Regions from separate parts of the Anser cygnoides genome. Here region 2 is linked to region 1. Evidence: chromatin contacts called from public Hi-C data. All regions are on one chromosome and are shown on one strand. Each heading gives the region's core, a stretch centred on a gene start, on an enhancer-like site or on the middle of the called end of the contact. The rest is flanking DNA. Distances are from core to core; before and after follow the strand shown. Region 1 holds the start of PWP1 (PWP1 homolog, endonuclein). Region 2 holds the start of ABTB3 (ankyrin repeat and BTB domain containing 3).

The links. A called contact is a pair of places that touch in the nucleus more often than the background predicts.
Region 2: a Hi-C map of liver shows a contact between it and region 1, with 2.2 times the contacts expected there. The contact joins the promoter of ABTB3 here to the promoter of PWP1 in region 1. A contact is called at or near these places in 2 of 7 Hi-C or Micro-C datasets (granulosa cells and liver).

Annotation. Positions count from the first base shown.
Region 1 is chr1:58,136,326-58,144,285 of Taihu_goose_T2T_genome, reverse strand. It overlaps PWP1 (PWP1 homolog, endonuclein), which reads left to right and starts at 4,690. Exons shown (of 15, transcript XM_066997039.1): 1 at 4,690-4,801; 2 at 4,933-4,991; 3 at 5,960-6,144; 4 at 6,573-6,658. The coding sequence starts at 4,736.
Region 2 is chr1:58,317,108-58,325,067 of Taihu_goose_T2T_genome, reverse strand. It overlaps ABTB3 (ankyrin repeat and BTB domain containing 3), which reads left to right and starts at 3,190. Exons shown (of 17, transcript XM_066997068.1): 1 at 3,190-4,420. The coding sequence starts at 3,421.

The DNA of each region.
Region 1 (7,960 bases), core at 3,441-5,940:
GGTGGCTTTGTTTGCTCAATGTTTACCTCTGAGAAATGTATGCTATTGATTTAAATGTTTAATATATTGACTGCCTTTTTGTATATTTGTTATCATAAAGGTTTGGTTTAAATGCTAACAACTGTAGTCTATTTTCAGACTTTAAATAACATACAGTTCTGTATTTGGAAGGCAAAGTTATTAATGAATATAGCAATTTGGTATTTTATTCCTATTTTATACAGCTGCCCCCATAGGTTATTATCAGATGGCAATGAGTATTGCTGAACAGCAGGTGGAACTCTCTGGAGCGTGTCTATGAGCCATCTCTGTTCAATAAAAATTCCATTGTTTTCTAGCCTAGACAATGGCTGCTGTGAGTGTTTTTGTTGTTCCTTCTCCTGCTCAGGTGTTTCTCGGTGTACTTCAGACAGCGGCAGGACTGTGGGGGCTCTCCCAAGAAGCATCTCTCAGAAACTACCTGTGTCCAGTGTTTTGCATCGGGAACTTTTGGTGCTTTTTCTCCCCACTCACTGCTGTCAGTAAGGCCACTGTGCCTCTGACGAAGTGACATGGAGGCTGTTTCCAAAAATTTCTGTCTGAGCCTTGATCTTTTAAAAAAAAACTGCTTGTAAGACAAGGGAATGGAGTGCCATGGTGCTTAAAATCAAGCATCTGCAGATGTGTGGTAGCCAGCCAGTTTGGATTTGTGAAGACCCGAAAGTCTGGGAGCTTGCTTTGTTATGCAGTATTGCTGTAAGTGCATACAACTAAGTGCCAAATGGGTATCAAGGAGAATTCAGAAGTAAATAGAGGGAAATGATTAATTCTAGCATGACAGTAAAATCAAGCTTTAAAAAAAAATCTTTTTATTTGAGTGTTGTTTTTTTTTAACTTTTAAATTTAATTGTACCTTGTAAGTTTTGGTGGATTTAGAATCAAATCCTTCCTTTATAATGTATCAGATTATTACAAAACAAGTTGATCCAGGAGGCAAAAAATGGTAATATCCCTTCAAGTATGGCCTAGAAGGAAAAATCCATACATGTGAGTCATGTGAGTTAAACATTGCTACAAGCGACAGGGTGGCTCCAGACCAGGATCCTGGCACAGTCAGGTGCCTGCAGGCTCTGCAAGCCCAGCCGTCCAGGAGCTGAGTGTGGTAACGACAGGTGGCAAGACTACAAATATCAAAATTTAGTAGCAGATGTAGGCCCCCTTGCCTTCCTCCCCAGTGTCATTCACTAGGAAAAAAAGCAAAGCAAGCTTCACTTGTAGCAAATTGGTCTGGTCTGTTTCCTTTCCCAAGGAGAATATCGATACTGGCGCAATTTAGTATTATTTCTGGGCATCTGAGTTAACTCTTCCCTGAGAAAATAGAGAAGTTCAGACATACCCATTAACAACATTGCTCTACATTTTCTGCAAAATCATCTGTGTTTCTGCTACGGCCAGTTCACATTTTTTGTAGGTTTTCTGGACAACCCTAACATGTAGAAACTGAGGGCTTTGGCGCACATTCACTAAAATAATTAAGGTTTAGGACAGTCTTGCCCACTGCTGTGTCTTCTCCTCTACAAGGCAGAAGTGGGCAGCGATGTCTTAAACCACCAGTGCCACACAGCAAGGCTTACCCAAGAGGAGCCTCCGGTATTGTCCAAACAGGAGACCACTGTCTGTCTGAAGTGCTTGATGTAGGTCTACTGGGGGCATAAGCAGCAGAGGCATCTGTGTAACACACACAAAAAAATCATTGTATATCTCAGCTTAAATTAGATTATTTAGAAAGTAACACTATCATTTAAGCCATTCAGAAATAACAAATTTAAGAAAACTGCATAGTGGCTTATACAGGCATATTTGTAGGTGTGTAGCAGTATCAGCCAAACTTTTCCGTGTCAAGAGAGCTTTATATTTTAATGAGAGCTTCTTCGATTACTTTTTTTTTTTTTTAAAGAATGTTTCAAGGGGGCTGTTGTTCCAGAGTAAGAGGTGGGCTGTCTATCTCCAAGCTTTGCTACAAAGATGACATCCACAAATCTGCACAGATAGCCTGGCAGCCCAGGATGCTGCTGTACACAGCACAGCCCCACTGCCTCTCTGCTTTTCTGGAGCTTCCCAACCCCTCTGCCCTACAAGCCCAGAAGCTTGTAAAAAAAAAAAAGGGTCTCTTCCTGAAATCATGAATACTTGAAGCAGCTGATATTGGGCAATATTCTTAGACACTGAAGTAGCAAATACGCCCCACCATTGAGACAAATACAGCCCCTAGCATCTCCCCTCACTGCTGTGGTGCAGCACAGCTGGAGGGGTGGGAGTCTTCTGGTGTTTTTACGAGTGCATCTGCCCACGGAGATGTGATGGTGCCCCGGCACACTCGCACGTACCCCTTCTCCTCCGAGTGCTCACCCATGTGTACGCTGACACGAAGGCACACAGGCACCACTCCCTGCCGGCTGTGAGAACAACAATTATAAGTAAAACTTGCATATCTTGGCAGAGTCACAGCACCTGGAGCACTGCCAGTTGGTTTTTCCCATACCCATATGTTTACTGACTTTCCTTTACTAGCGGAGCCCTAGTGTGTTGTATCATTTACAGAGTTGTAGTTGTGCGTTTGTAAGAGTTGTATCAACTCTTAGGGCACATTTTGGGGAAACAGATGCTCCATAAGCAATAAAAAATAAGAGTAAATTAATGGATAAATAACAGATCCAGTTTATTCCATAAAGGTAAGCAAAACCTAAGATTTTGGAGAATAAGCCTTGGCGCAAGAATGAGTTATCTTCTAAAGCGGGGAGGTTGGTTATCTCCCAGACAAGACCTTGAGATCTTAGATGAAAGAAAACCAAAGCGGCCTTGTTTCAACCACCTGAAAACTTACCTGTGCCTAGCTATCAGAGTTCTTCCCTCCAGGCTACACTGCTGTGTGCAAGCAGGGTATGTTGTCTCCCCTGACAAGATGCTGCCCTATTGGGATCTGATCTTCCTTTGGTTTCCTCCAATTCATGCTCTTCATTTCAGAGAATCACCCAGGGAATGCAAATAGAGAATCAAAAGGTAACCTTGAGGACTTTTGTGGCTGCCCTTGGTGTTTGAAAGCAACTCGTAAGCACTTCTTTATGTCTGTCCAAAGTTAGAGGATTTCTTGATGTTGTGACTTCCCTTTTAGCTGTTCAGCATCTCTGGGACTGCAAAACATACTTTTCAGCTCATTTGAGAGAAGATTTTTTTTTTTGAGTGTTAGTGTATCAGTGCCTTTACCCTTGTCTCATCTGAAGAGGTGAGCTGAACCACAGCAACAAGCCTGCTTCTCTCAAAACACATAAAATTCCCTTTGTTTTCTTGCTTGCAGCCTGTATGATTTGTAGTATGAACCTTCTCATGGCCTTGTAGTACCTTCCAGCTGCCATACTAGACATGCTTACACTGTCTCTGACAGTTTCAAGGTATTTCAAGGTCTCTGCAGAGCCTTGGACTCTGGAGCACCCTTTCTGCAAGTTTTCAAATAAGTATTGGGGAGCTTGCTGGCACCGGTGGCTTCTGTATCTCTTCAGGTCTCCTCTCTCCTCCACCCTTACTTAGTGTGGAAGGTAATACTCTCCGAGCACCTTGACACATACCCTAAAAAAAAAAAGTTGGCACTTCCCTTCAGAGGAGCCATTTTTTCCTACTGACTTTTCCTACTGACCCTGCTTTTCTTTGCTTGGTAAGTCCATGCCAGAATAAAAGTTTGCTCTGCTTAGCCAGGTACCTTCACCTAGCTGAACCTTCATGATGACACCTGGAACAAGACAGGGACACACATTTCCTGTGGATGAGAACTACCCAGCACTTGCCTCCTCAGATAGGTTGGGATGGGTCAAATGCCTCAAATTCTCCATAAGTGGATCCAGAATTAGGGACACTGTTTCAGTGCTTTTCTCGTCAGACAGGCAGAAGGCTCTGACACCAGAATCAGTGACTAAACTGAAACAGTGAAAGTCGCTGCTATCAAGTCTTGCCTTACTTTGCAGAGGTGCCTCAGGATGAAAATCACCTCTGCTCATTAGAGGCTAAGAAATGGGTCTGAGAGAGATTCCAGGCACAACTCCAGAGGAAACGTGGAAGAGTGGTCAAGCACTGGGACGGGTTGCCCAGGGAGGTGGTGGAGTCACCGTCCCTGGGGGTGTTCAAGGGAAGGTTGGACGTGGTGCTTGGGGACATGGTTAGTGGGTGACATTGGTGGTAGGGTGAGGGTTGGACCAGATGATCTTGGAGGGCTTTTCCAACCCCTAATGATTCTGTGATTCAAAAGAGAAGTTATTTCCTATAACTGCAGCTCGGCAGGCCGTCTGTGCAGCTTTCCTACCCTTTTTTCTCCCCTCCCCTCATTTTCTGCACGCCGGCCGCGGAGCGCCCCCACAGCACCCTGCTGCTCTGTGACCGCGCGTGTGGAGGGAGGGAAGCATCGCGTGTGCGCCCCCTCTGGGCGGTGCTTCCGTAAACACAAGGCTGGCTCAGGGGGCACGGAGCACTGCACGGGGAGCTGGGCAGCGAACAATTAACAACAGCCCTTCACAGAGTCGCTAATTAACGCCCAACGCACCTCCCCTCACAGCCCCCTCCACACGCACCCCCCCTACGCCGCCCCTCCTCCCCGCCTCTGCCCGCCCCCCCCGCGCGCGCTCTGCGATGACGCCACCGCGCTCCTCCTTCCCCCCCCCCCCCCGTGACGTCACCCCCGCGCGCCCCCGGTCCCGCACGCGGAGCCGCCATGAGCTGCCCGGTGCCGTGCGCAGCCTGGGTGCGACGCGGCGTTGCCAAGGAGACGCCGGACAAGGTGGGGGGGGGGGGCGGGATCCCCCGGTCCCCTCAGCGCCCCCTCAGCGCGCCCCCCCGGTCCCCTCAGCGCCCCCCCCCCCTCAGCGTCAGCGCCCCCCCCCCCCCTAACGGCCCCGTGTCCCCCCCCAGGTGCAGCTGAGCCGCGACGAGCTCCGGCGCCTCGTCGGGGAGGCCCGCGAACGGCTGAGGTGAGCTGGGGGGGGGCGTGGGCACGGGGCGGGCTGGGCGCCCGTCGGTGGTCACGGACGGGACCGGGGGGTGGTGGTGGTGAGCGCGGTGACATCCAGCTGGCGTCTGGTCAGCGGTGGCGTGCCCCAGGGGTTAACGGGGGGGTCAGCCCTCTTTAACGTCTTTATCGGTGGTTTGGGTGAGGGAGCTGAGTGCACCCTCAGCGAGGGGGTGGTTGGACCAGGTGATGTTGAAGGCCCTTTTCCAGCCTTGATGGTCCTATGACATTGACCGCTTTTTCTTTTCCCGGGCAAAGGTCATAAATCAGGCTTGAATTTAGGATCTCTGATTATCTCGTTTCCAGTTCTCACACTGTTACACAAAGTGCTTCTACTAAACAGACATCTGGTGTTTGCTTTAGAAATCACAGAATCATTAAGGCTGGAAAAGACCTCCAAGATCACCTGGTCCCCCCACCTGTGGGAGCCACCTTGGCTGGTTGCTGCCTGGGGACTGTGTGCAGGAGGGCAGCACGCGCTGCGTTCGGCAGGGCTGAGCTCCTGTGGAGCGTGCTGCACTCAGAGGCCTGGCACGTCCGCCTTAGGCCCTCAGTCAGCGTCTGCTGTGCGCGCCTTCTGCTGAATTCCTTGCAAGCATTCACAGAAACTGAATTATCCACAAGGAAAGGCAAGAGAAAGAGATCTAGACACACTTCAGTTTAGTTCCACCAAACAAAACTTATGCCATGCTTTGTCAGGAAAATGTGCAAGAAAAAACTTTCCCTATCAGCCTGAGAATAACGACATCTTCTGTTTTGGGAGAAGTCAGGAAAGGAGTTGAGTAGGTTTCCAAATTATTGGCATAAAGACTGGAAATCCATGTGAGCAGCCAGGACTGCGTGCTGAAATCTTGTTGCCAATCCGCTGAATGATTTCCTGGAAGCATCCAGTCCGTGTTGCTTCCTCAGGGGATGTCTGTCTTTAAACAGGGAAGGTGCTGATGATAGCGATGAAGATGAGCAGGGCCAGACGGCAGATGGCATGGACGTTGCCACTGCTGAAAGAGCTGAGTCTTCTCCCAAAAATGAAGACCAGGAGGAAACCTCCGAAAAGCTGACTGACGATGAACTGGCTGAATATGATTTGGATAAGTATGATGAAGAGGAAGACACAGGTAAGAGAAATTTTAAATGTCAGATACGCATTGCAAATGAGGAACCTTTTCAGCTCTTGTGGTACTTGAGGCATGAGTACCCTAAAACTACAGAGTTTCAAGTGCTGGAAATTCACGTGTTGAATTGTTTCCTCGTCCCAGTTTAGGAAGTGATTTAGTGAGTGAAACAGTTTAGTGTCCTCCTCCCTGATGCAAGAACTGAGCAGCGTTGGAAAGGCTGTCACACCCCCTGCTGCAGTGCCGGAGCACAGCAGCAAGAGTCCCTGAAAGCACTAAGCAATGTAGCTTACTGAGGTTCTCCTCGTGTTTGGGACTTGGAAGTTCATTTAGCCCACTCCTGATATTTTGCAATACAGGTACCGGTACAGGAGCGTCTAACTTCACCTGTCGTTGACACATGTAAGAAATGTTCTGAAATTCCCATCTAGGTGATAGAAAGCTCGGAGAGACTTTAGCTGGGCTGGCAGTGTATGGGAGCAATGATCAGGATCCTTACATCACTCTAAAAAACACTGTAAGTACTATACAAATGCTAAATATCTTAAACAGCATTAGCTTAGAATTCATTTAAGTCTAATTCTCTGCCAGACTGCCTTGGGGTCTTAGGTGCTTGCAGCACTTTTAAAAGGCTTGCCAGGTTTTTGCTCAGACAGATTTTTTCCTTTTAAGGCTACTTTGTGCAGCCCCCTTTCTGTGCACTTTTTACCTTTAAGTCAGATGTTAAGGTGAACTGGCTCATGATTTAGGATGTGTACTTCCGTACGTGGAGTGGCTTGTCAGCTCTCTGATAGGACACAGAAAGTGCTTGAAGAAATAAAAAGTTTCAGCATCGCAGGTCACTAATGACCAAAATTAGACGACTTGTGAGATTACAAGCCTCTTACATCTTCCGCCAGTTTGTGGAAGAAATCAAGCTGAGATGGACCCAGGCTATTTTAGAAAACAGGATTACAAAGAAAAGTAATCGTGTTATATTAGGGCTATGTCTTGAAGAAACACATCCCCGTTAAATAAGCATCAATTAAAGCATAATCGCCTATTTCTGCCTGTATCAGTTTCCATCAAATATCAGATGGGGAACATCCTGGCAGGAGCTTCGTAGGAGCTCTGCAGGGGAAGAAATCATCTCTAGCTGTAGTCTACCACAGGCTGAGTGTCAGCGCTGTCCTGTGGCGCAGCCTCTTTGTCTTTTTGTGGTAAATGGAGATGCAGTGTGTGAGGCACGAGGTAATCCTTCCACTGTATGTAACAGTGGTGTTGCCTTACCTAGAATGTGGGGTGCTTCTTCAGAAGTGATATGGAGAGACTTCAAAGAACATCCAGCAATTTAATTTAGAAAGATGGATTGTGACTGCTGTCTGAATTAATGTACAGGGAGAGGCTACAGAAGTCAGTTAGAAGGAGAGGCTTCATGCGAAGAGACAATATAATTTAGAGAGCTGCAAGGACTGTGATCATCTGGGGCAGGGGGGTGGGGTAGGTGAATTTTTGAGACCTTTGCTAAGCATAAAGGTTCTGTTTTTTTTCTGGTAGCTGTAGTTTCTGTACTATTTTAGATTCTTCACAAAGCTTTCAAAATTGAAAGGTAAGACTAGTTGTAGGCTCCTGGCACAATGTCCAGTTTGTTTGTAAGGGACCCTTGTCAAACGTGTGATATCACACGAGAAGTTGTTGTGGTGGCTTCACATACCATAACAAAGCTCAGGGAGGAAGGTATATGTGCATCTTTAAAACGAGTTCACTTGCTACATTCATTTTGGGGCACTGTATGTTTTACGTGTGTTCCACTGAGCCATTGGTGATTTTTCTTGCTCGC
Region 2 (7,960 bases), core at 1,941-4,440, 180 kb before region 1:
CTCCATCTGTGACGGGTGGCTTTGTGCAGGCTGCAGGCATGCTGCAGCCCCAAAGGCTGCTTTGCCAGGGAGGTGCATTTCACACATGCTTTACAGGTACAGGATCACAGCATGGCTTTGTAAATGAACCGCCTGTGATCAGAAACATTAGCGCCAGGACTTCCCCAGCAACACAAGCCAGGCCCTGGTGAGGCTTGGTGCTTGCTCCTGCCAGCCAGAGATAGAGCTGCGAGATACTGCGAGCGCTGCTTTTGATCTGAGCTGTTATTACGTGGCAGCACATTGAATTTGGAATACAAAAACCGAGTGGCCTGATCCTAGGCACTCCGCCTGCCAGCGTGCTTGCTGTCGGGCTCGTCCCTGCGGCTCTCACCGAGGTGCCATTTGCAGGCAGTTCACTGGGTGGGGAAGGAAAGGGAAAGAGCTGTGGCACTTATTGCTCTCCCCATGCAATCTCTAATTTCCCCATTCGCTTCAATTTGCCCTGAGCACCTTTTTAAAGTGTGTTTCAATTTACCTCTTTCAGAGCTTTTGCTGGCACTTATCATCCTCTGAGGGTACTTAATCAGCTCCTGTCTGAATCCCCAGCTCTGTCAGGATAACTAATGTCCCCGTCTCCAACTAGCTGAAAATTGTCATCCCCCCTCCCCGAGCATGTGACATATAAAGGGGCTCTGTTTTCTTCAGTGGATGTTTTTGTCTGGTAGGCAAATGACCCCAGCCGGCTCGCACAGTAGGGCATGGCTGCAGACACCTGCCCGCCTGCCCAGGGCAGGAGAGGTGTGGTGCGTTTTTGGGATTAAAGCTGAGGGCTGTTGACCCCATTGGGCACTGCTCTTGTCGCAGAGGTGTGTTTCCCTCCAAACCGTTTGATCCCATCTTCTCCCAGGGCAGTTTCCAGAACAAAGTCACCCTGTCTCGGGAGCGCTGTCAGATGTCCTTCCAAACCATGCCGAAGCTCGCTCCGGGATGCAGAAGCCAAGCTGGCCGCACATGGGAAGGCAAGGACCTCCAGGCACCCAAACATCCCTGGAGATCCAGAACGGCTGCCCTGCACTGATCTGAGCACACAGTGAGAAGGTAATTAGTCGTCTTGAAGAAATGAGTCAGGTCTCTCTGCTGCTTTTGAAAGCACAAACCAGCCCGGCGCTGACACGCGCTTGGTGCGTCCAAGCGTCGAGACTTTTTCCAAACTGGTGGCACGACGTGGGAGGTGATACGGATCTCGCTGCAACGACAAAATCTCTAGTAAGGCCCAATATCTTGCTTTCTGCATTAAAATTAAAAAGAGCCCTCTGTAGTTAGTTGGAAAGAGGTCTTTTGAAGTACAAGCTGACTCTGACTCAGTGCCATAAACGCCTGAGTCTGCGCGCAGCCTGAGACAACTGTCCTCTTCTCGTTTGTCCTATTTGTCTCGATGCGTGGGTAATGACATGGCCTAAAAACAGTGCCTCAAAGGTCAGCATCAACCTTTTTACAAGGGGTGGTGAACAAGACGCCCCCCTCATTTGTTCAGCTCACCCTTCCTGGGTGCACACCATGAAGCACAACCAACCATCTGCTACAAAACTCCCCAAAACTTGGGATTCCCCTAATTTTGACCTACTGTTGCCTGCGGTCAGTGCAGAGCCACAGTGCTTCCTGGAAGCGTAGGGACAGGGTCAGGTGGATGGCATTTGTCAGAAAAATACCCAACCCGAGGTGTTCAGTCCCGGAGACGCTTTCGTTCTCTTACCGAACTGAGAGCCGGAGGATTTCCCTGAGCAACCTGGAAGCCTCCGCACTGAAGGGCTGGAGACACCAGAGGGCTCTGCTGCGAGATGTTGGTCTGGACAGCCACAAAGTCCGCATGATTTTGCTCTCAAGGCACGCTCCCCTATTTGATGGTCCCCCTGCTCTGTCAGCGGGGGCCTGAATGTCTTATTTGCAGGCTGCCAGCGGCTGTCGTTGAGGTTGCTCCTGCCCTGAGCCCTGCTACTTTCTGCGACCACTGCTGAGCGTACGATGCCCATGTATTCCCATGAAAAATCTGCCGTGCGCGGCGCGTCTGGCGGAACCACCGAGCTTATGCTGAGAAACCGGTTTCTGACAGCACTCGACCCGCTGTGGAAGGCAACCCCTCGGTGTTTTTTGGCCGTGTCGTAGCTCTCCCCAGCCCGCCCGACAAATTAGCCTACCTGTAGCTGCGTTCGTGCCTTTCCTATAGGAAGTTTATGTTGAAGGCACGCCAGGCTGTGCTCCCTGGGCCGGGCACCGCTCCGACACGCTGCGCCTTGTCTGCTCGGGAATTTTGGCCGGCTCTGTTGGCACGATAGAAGAATGTGTTTGCTAGGCTCTTATACTTAAAGGGATGGGATTTTGCCGGTATTTTATGCTTAAAAGGATACAGCATTTCGTCAACACAGAATGTAGAAGCGTGTATATACCCTCCCAGCCTGTTGCCTGGGCTATCAGCCAGGCAGCTCCTAATAACACGGGGGCAGGCAACGTAGGGTTGGAATATGCTAGTTGGGGAGATACTGTGTGCTGCATCAGGAACCTTGAAGTGCACAGGAAATACAATAGTAATCCTAAAAGAGATCTTACTTCTCCAAGCCTTCATGAGAGTTAATTTCAAGATTTTGTAATTTCAAGGTTTGGTAGTGTCAAGGTTTGAAAATGTCCAGATCTGAAAACGTCAATATTTGAAAATATCAAGATTTTGTAATTTCAAGATTTGAAAATATCAAGATTTTCTAACTTCCAGGTTTCCTGATTTCCAGATTTTCTGATTTCCAGATTTTCTAATTTCAAGGTTTGGAAACGTGCAGATTTCCCAATTTCGGGATTTCTTAAGGGCTTTCCCGTACTTGCTCGCTGCCTGGCGCTCTCCCTTCCCGACCAGGGCTCTGCCCGGTGTCACCCCTTGGCCGTGTGGGTGCCCGGCTCCCACCCGCCGCCGGTGCGCGCCCAGCGCCCGCGGGCAGCGCGGGGGGACCGGGGCCGGCGCCGGGGCCCTCCCGCACCGCGCCGCGCCCCGCGGCGCTCGGGGGCGGAGCCTCGCTGCGGGAGGCGCCTCCCCATTGGCCGCGGGGCTCTGTTGTTTTGCATATCCCCCTCCTCCGCGCGCAACCATTGGCCGCGGCGCCCGGTAGATTTGCATGTCCCCGCCCACCCCGCGCCGCGCTGCGGTGTGGGGCCGGCGGCGCGGCGCAGTGCAGGAGCCGGGCCGGGAGCGGGGCCGCGGCCGGCGGCGGGCAGCAGGCACCGGGCGGCTCCGGCGCTGCGCGGCCAGGGGGAGCGGAGCGGGGCGGCTCGGCTCGGCTCGGCAGGGCTCGGCACGGCTCGGCTCGGCCCAGCGGGGCTGCCCGCTGCCCGTCCCCCGCTTCCGTCCGCTCCGTGCCCGGGCGCCTTGGGTCGGGTGCAGCATGAAGTGCGGCGATGGCCCGGAGGGGTAAGACGGCGGTGAGGACGCTGGAAGACCTGACGCTGGACTCCGGCTATGGTGGCGCGGCGGACTCGGTGCGCTCGTCCAACTTGTCGCTGTGCTGCTCGGATTCGCACCCCGCGTACCCCTATGGAGGCAGCTGCTGGCCGCACCTAGCTGGCTCCATGCACAGTCGCCACAACAGCTTCGACACCGTCAACACCGTCCTAGCGGAAGACTCGGAGGTGCTGGACTGCGCGGGGCAGCAGTGCGCCCGGCTCCTGCCCGACCTCGAGGAGGTCCCCTGGAGCCTGGAGGAGGTGGAGGCGCTGCTGCTGCCGCCGCCGCCCCGCCGGGAGCCGCGGCCGCCGGGCGGTGCCGGTGCCGGTGCCGGTGCGGGTGCCGGTGCGGGTGCCGGTGCCGGGAGCCGGGATGCCGCGGCGCGGCTCTCCACGCTGGTGAGCCGGGCGCTGGTGCGCATCGCCCGGGAGGCGCAGCGCCTGAGCCTCCGCTTCGCCAAGTGCACCAAGCACGAGGTGCGCAGCGCCATGGAGATCGTCCTGGGCTGGACGCTGGCCGCCCGCTGCACGGCGGCGGCGCTGGGCGCCCTCTCCCTCTACAACATGAGCGGCAGCGGCGGCGACCGCTTCAGCCGCGGCAAGTCGGCGCGCTGCGGGCTCGCCTTCTCCGTGGGCAAGTTCTACCGCTGGATGGTGGACAGCCGCGTGGCCCTGCGCATCCACGAGCACGCCGCCATCTACCTCACGGCCGGCACCGAGAGCCTCTTCCGAGACATCCACGCCAGGGTGCTGGCCGGCCCCGCCGCCCCCCTGCCGCCGCCCGGCCGCCCCCCGGCCGACAAGGACAAGGAGAAGGAGAAGGACAAGGAGAAGGAGGGCGCCGAGGGGCCGCGCTTCACGCTCGAGGCGCTGGAGCAGACGGTCAACAACGACCCCGAGCTGTGGGGCTTGCTGCAGCCCTACCAGCACCTCATCTGCGGCAAGAACGCCAGCGGTGAGTGCCCGGCCCCGGGGCTGGCCCCCGCCTGGGGCACCGGGGCGGGGAGCGGCCCCCCCGGGTCCCCTCTGCGCCCCCCCGGCCCGGCCGGGGACCCCCCGAGGGCAGGGGGTGCCCCCGCCGGGGTGGCAGCTCCGGGGGTGGCTTTCGACCCTTTTTTCTTTCAGCCCACCCCCGGGTGGGTGGGTGCGCTTCTCCGGGGGCTGCCCGAGTGGGTCTCGCGGTGGGCATCCATCCCGCAGAGCTGCGGTTCCCCCCAGGAAATGGCAGGAGCGCAGCTGGGCGCTCGCGAGCGAGATCAAACTTTGTTCCAGACGCAGTGGTTTGGCCAGGGATTGCGTGGTTGGCGCTGAAATGCAGTCTTTCTGGACAGATTTCATTCATGTTGCTGCTTGTTTACCCAGGGCTCGACACAGATGCAACGCCGCGATGCATCAACTTCCTGGGGATTTTTTTTTTTTTTGCCTCTTTGCAAACGAGGAGTCCGATATTTTTACCGAGCTCCCATTCGAGGGAGCAGGATCCCAAAGTTGACGTCTCTCATTTCAGCTCCCTCGGTTTGGCAAGGAAGGGGAAATGGACCGAGCCGGTAGCGCATCTCTGGGAGCCGTGGCTGGAGTCGCAGCCGTAGTTAAAACCGGGTGCTTCTCTCCTACGTAGCGGCGTGCACAGGCACATAAGCTTAAATACGAAATACCTGTCACGCTGAGATGCAAATGTTGGAGAAGAGGAAACCGGGGAAACAAGGATAACTGGAAGTCTAGATCAGGGCTACAGATTAACCCTGTTGAGGTGTTAGAGGCACAGCTGATGCGTTACAGCTAATTTGCTATTGTCCTCTCTCCCAAAAGAGACCCCCAGGAGGATGCCAAGCAGAAAGGGGCGAATCCTCCCCACTGGTGTAAAAAGATGTGGCTCCGTTATGTTCCTCTGGGTTTGGGAGGATGTCCTCCCCGGAGGCTCTGCTGAACCTCTGCTGCCAGGGGCACGCGTTGCGGGATCCGTGCGCCTCGTCCTAGCGCTGCTTGCAGGCGTGTCTCCCCCGGGAGGGCCACCGTTGTTTTCCCTCGAGTCCTGGTGCTGTGCCTGTAGGTTTCAGGTGGCACTGCGTTGCCTTCCTGACATTGCAGCACTGGCAGTGCAGGCTCCTACTGAGCCCTTCATTTTGTTTTGCGGATCTGTAGCCCCCTCTGTAGCAGCTTGGTGGATTTAAATGAACTTCATTCTGACCCTCATTTATCTCCCCTCCAGGGGCATGATTCAGAGTTTTTGTCTCCATTTTGCTGTAGCTTTACCTGACACAAATCTCAGTCCTGGTTGGAGCAAATGGCATTTCTCGAAGATGTTCGAATCAGGCCCTAGCAAGTTGTCCATTTTGTTTTGCCTCTCTCCCTGTGCCGTTCAGTTTCCTATGCAAATGCCTGTCATGCTTTGCTTTTCAGCATCGTGCAAGAAGTAGTTTGACATCCTGTTACACATATTCAGAGTTACAGGTGCAAACAAGACTCGGGCCTTCTTGTAATGAAAACCATTTTTTATTGCTGTTTACGTTTATTTAGATTTAATCCAAGGGAGCGCTGCACACTCTTAAGTACTTCCATGGCAGCTAGACCAAACGTTGTAAGCCATTGAAAACATCGGGCTGTTTCTTCACCAGGGAGATACGCATCTGTTTATTTAGCCCTCACCGTTTTGATGTCTGAGTGCTCGACGGTCGGTTGCGAATGTTTCCTTCCCAGGCACTTGAAAGGTGGGGAAGTCTGATGGGAGAGATTATTTGACCTGCTCAGAACTACTTGGGAAACCTGTGGTAGGTTGCTCGAAGTGCTGGAAGCCGCATCTCTGTGTAGTGGCATAACCACAAGTTCATCCTTCCTCCGTGTTCAGAACTTGAAACACCGTGATAAGCCTGCTGCACATGAAGTTGTTTTTTCCTTATGTCTTTCTGGACTACTCCAGGAGAAGAGGCAGGTCTTGGTGCTCTGGGGTTTCGGTAAATTGGGTACCAAGTGGGCACGCAGACATGAAAATGGGTTGGTTTGGTCCATCAGACGCAGATGAGAATCACTGCTTAGGTCTTTGCTGGAGGTACCATGGCCCATATGTTACTGGGGGTGAGCAAAAGAGGGCAAAAGGAGACCCTTTATCGATACCTTTTTTTGTTTGCAATTTTGATAGGGGACAGGCGGTGTTGTCTCGTTGGCAGGCAAACGTCAACCCTTGAAAACTTTTCCAGGCTGAATTCAACACCTTAAATTCCATGTGGACAGTGAAACTGGCAACCCGTGAAGATCACAGGGTGCAAGTATGGGGGGCACATGAGTTTGAGCGTGAAGTAATCAGGGGCTGCTCTGATCCAGGTTGTGAGCGTGGGTGTTGGGGCGGATGGTCTGAGGATCCCGGAGGCACAAACCATTCTTTCAGGGCTTCCCCGTCAGCTGTGCAGAGCACTTAGTGGTTACAGCTGAGGTTTTTTAGCCTCGTGTCATACCCAGTCATCTTGGAAGCTGCTGAGTAAGATCAGCATTGCAAGATAACCCTCTTCTTCCTATAAATGACGGTCGTGCGCCTTCAGACGAGGATGTTCTTTGGGTGGGTGCGTCAGCCTGCACAAGTCTTGCTCTTCTGCAGATGCCTTGTTGTTTCTTGGGCAGGGCCAAAGGTGCCTGGATGAAGGCGATGGCACTCGTTAGCATGCTGCAGGCAGTGGTTTGCGTCTCCTGTATAACCCTCTTGGCACCCTGCTCTGTGGTAGGGGAGTAGGGCTGACAAAAGAGAAGGAGGCAACAGCGTCAGGAACCAGCTGCTGGAGTATGTGAGCGGTTGCTGGCATCTCGGGTGAGTTTATGCCAGTTACTATATCACAAGAAATAGACCTCAAAAGCACTCTGAGGTAGTATTTTTTTTTCCCTGCACAACCAGAATTTTAATGTCATGGTTGAATGAAAATTAGAAACTTTACGCTTGGGATTTCGTTGGCGCTCAAATGTTTCAATTACGAGCTCCGTCTGAACAGTAGAGCACGCATTTACATCCCATAGCAATCGCGTGGAGTGTTATTTTCCTTGAAATAGTGGGAGCAAAATATTGTATACTCAATAAAAAGCAGTAAAAAACAGCACCTCTGTGGTTTAAACTATATTATTTTTGTTTCTTTATTGCTCATCAAACCCGTGCTTCTAGGCCAGATCGAAGAGCTGCTTTGAGATGGCAGGGAAGTTTCCCCGCGCCTTAGATCCAGCACAAATAGCAGGAGTAAGAAAATGTGTTCCACTTCCACAGGGAACGCTTGGAGGGCCAGTCAGGTGCTCAAAGTCACCTGCTTGACATCGGTGGATGGGGCACGGAGGCTGGAGGTCCCTTGGGAGCTGGGGAGAGGGTTTTTGTGGAGCAGCCGGCGTGCGTAACTTAGCCCTCGTCTGTTTGTGTGCAGCTGCTAAAAATAGTCGCTTGGAAGCCAACCGTATCCCTGTGGTTTCGTCCTATTCTTAATATTATTTAGATAGAAAGTCACAACAACTCGGAAGAAACCAGGGA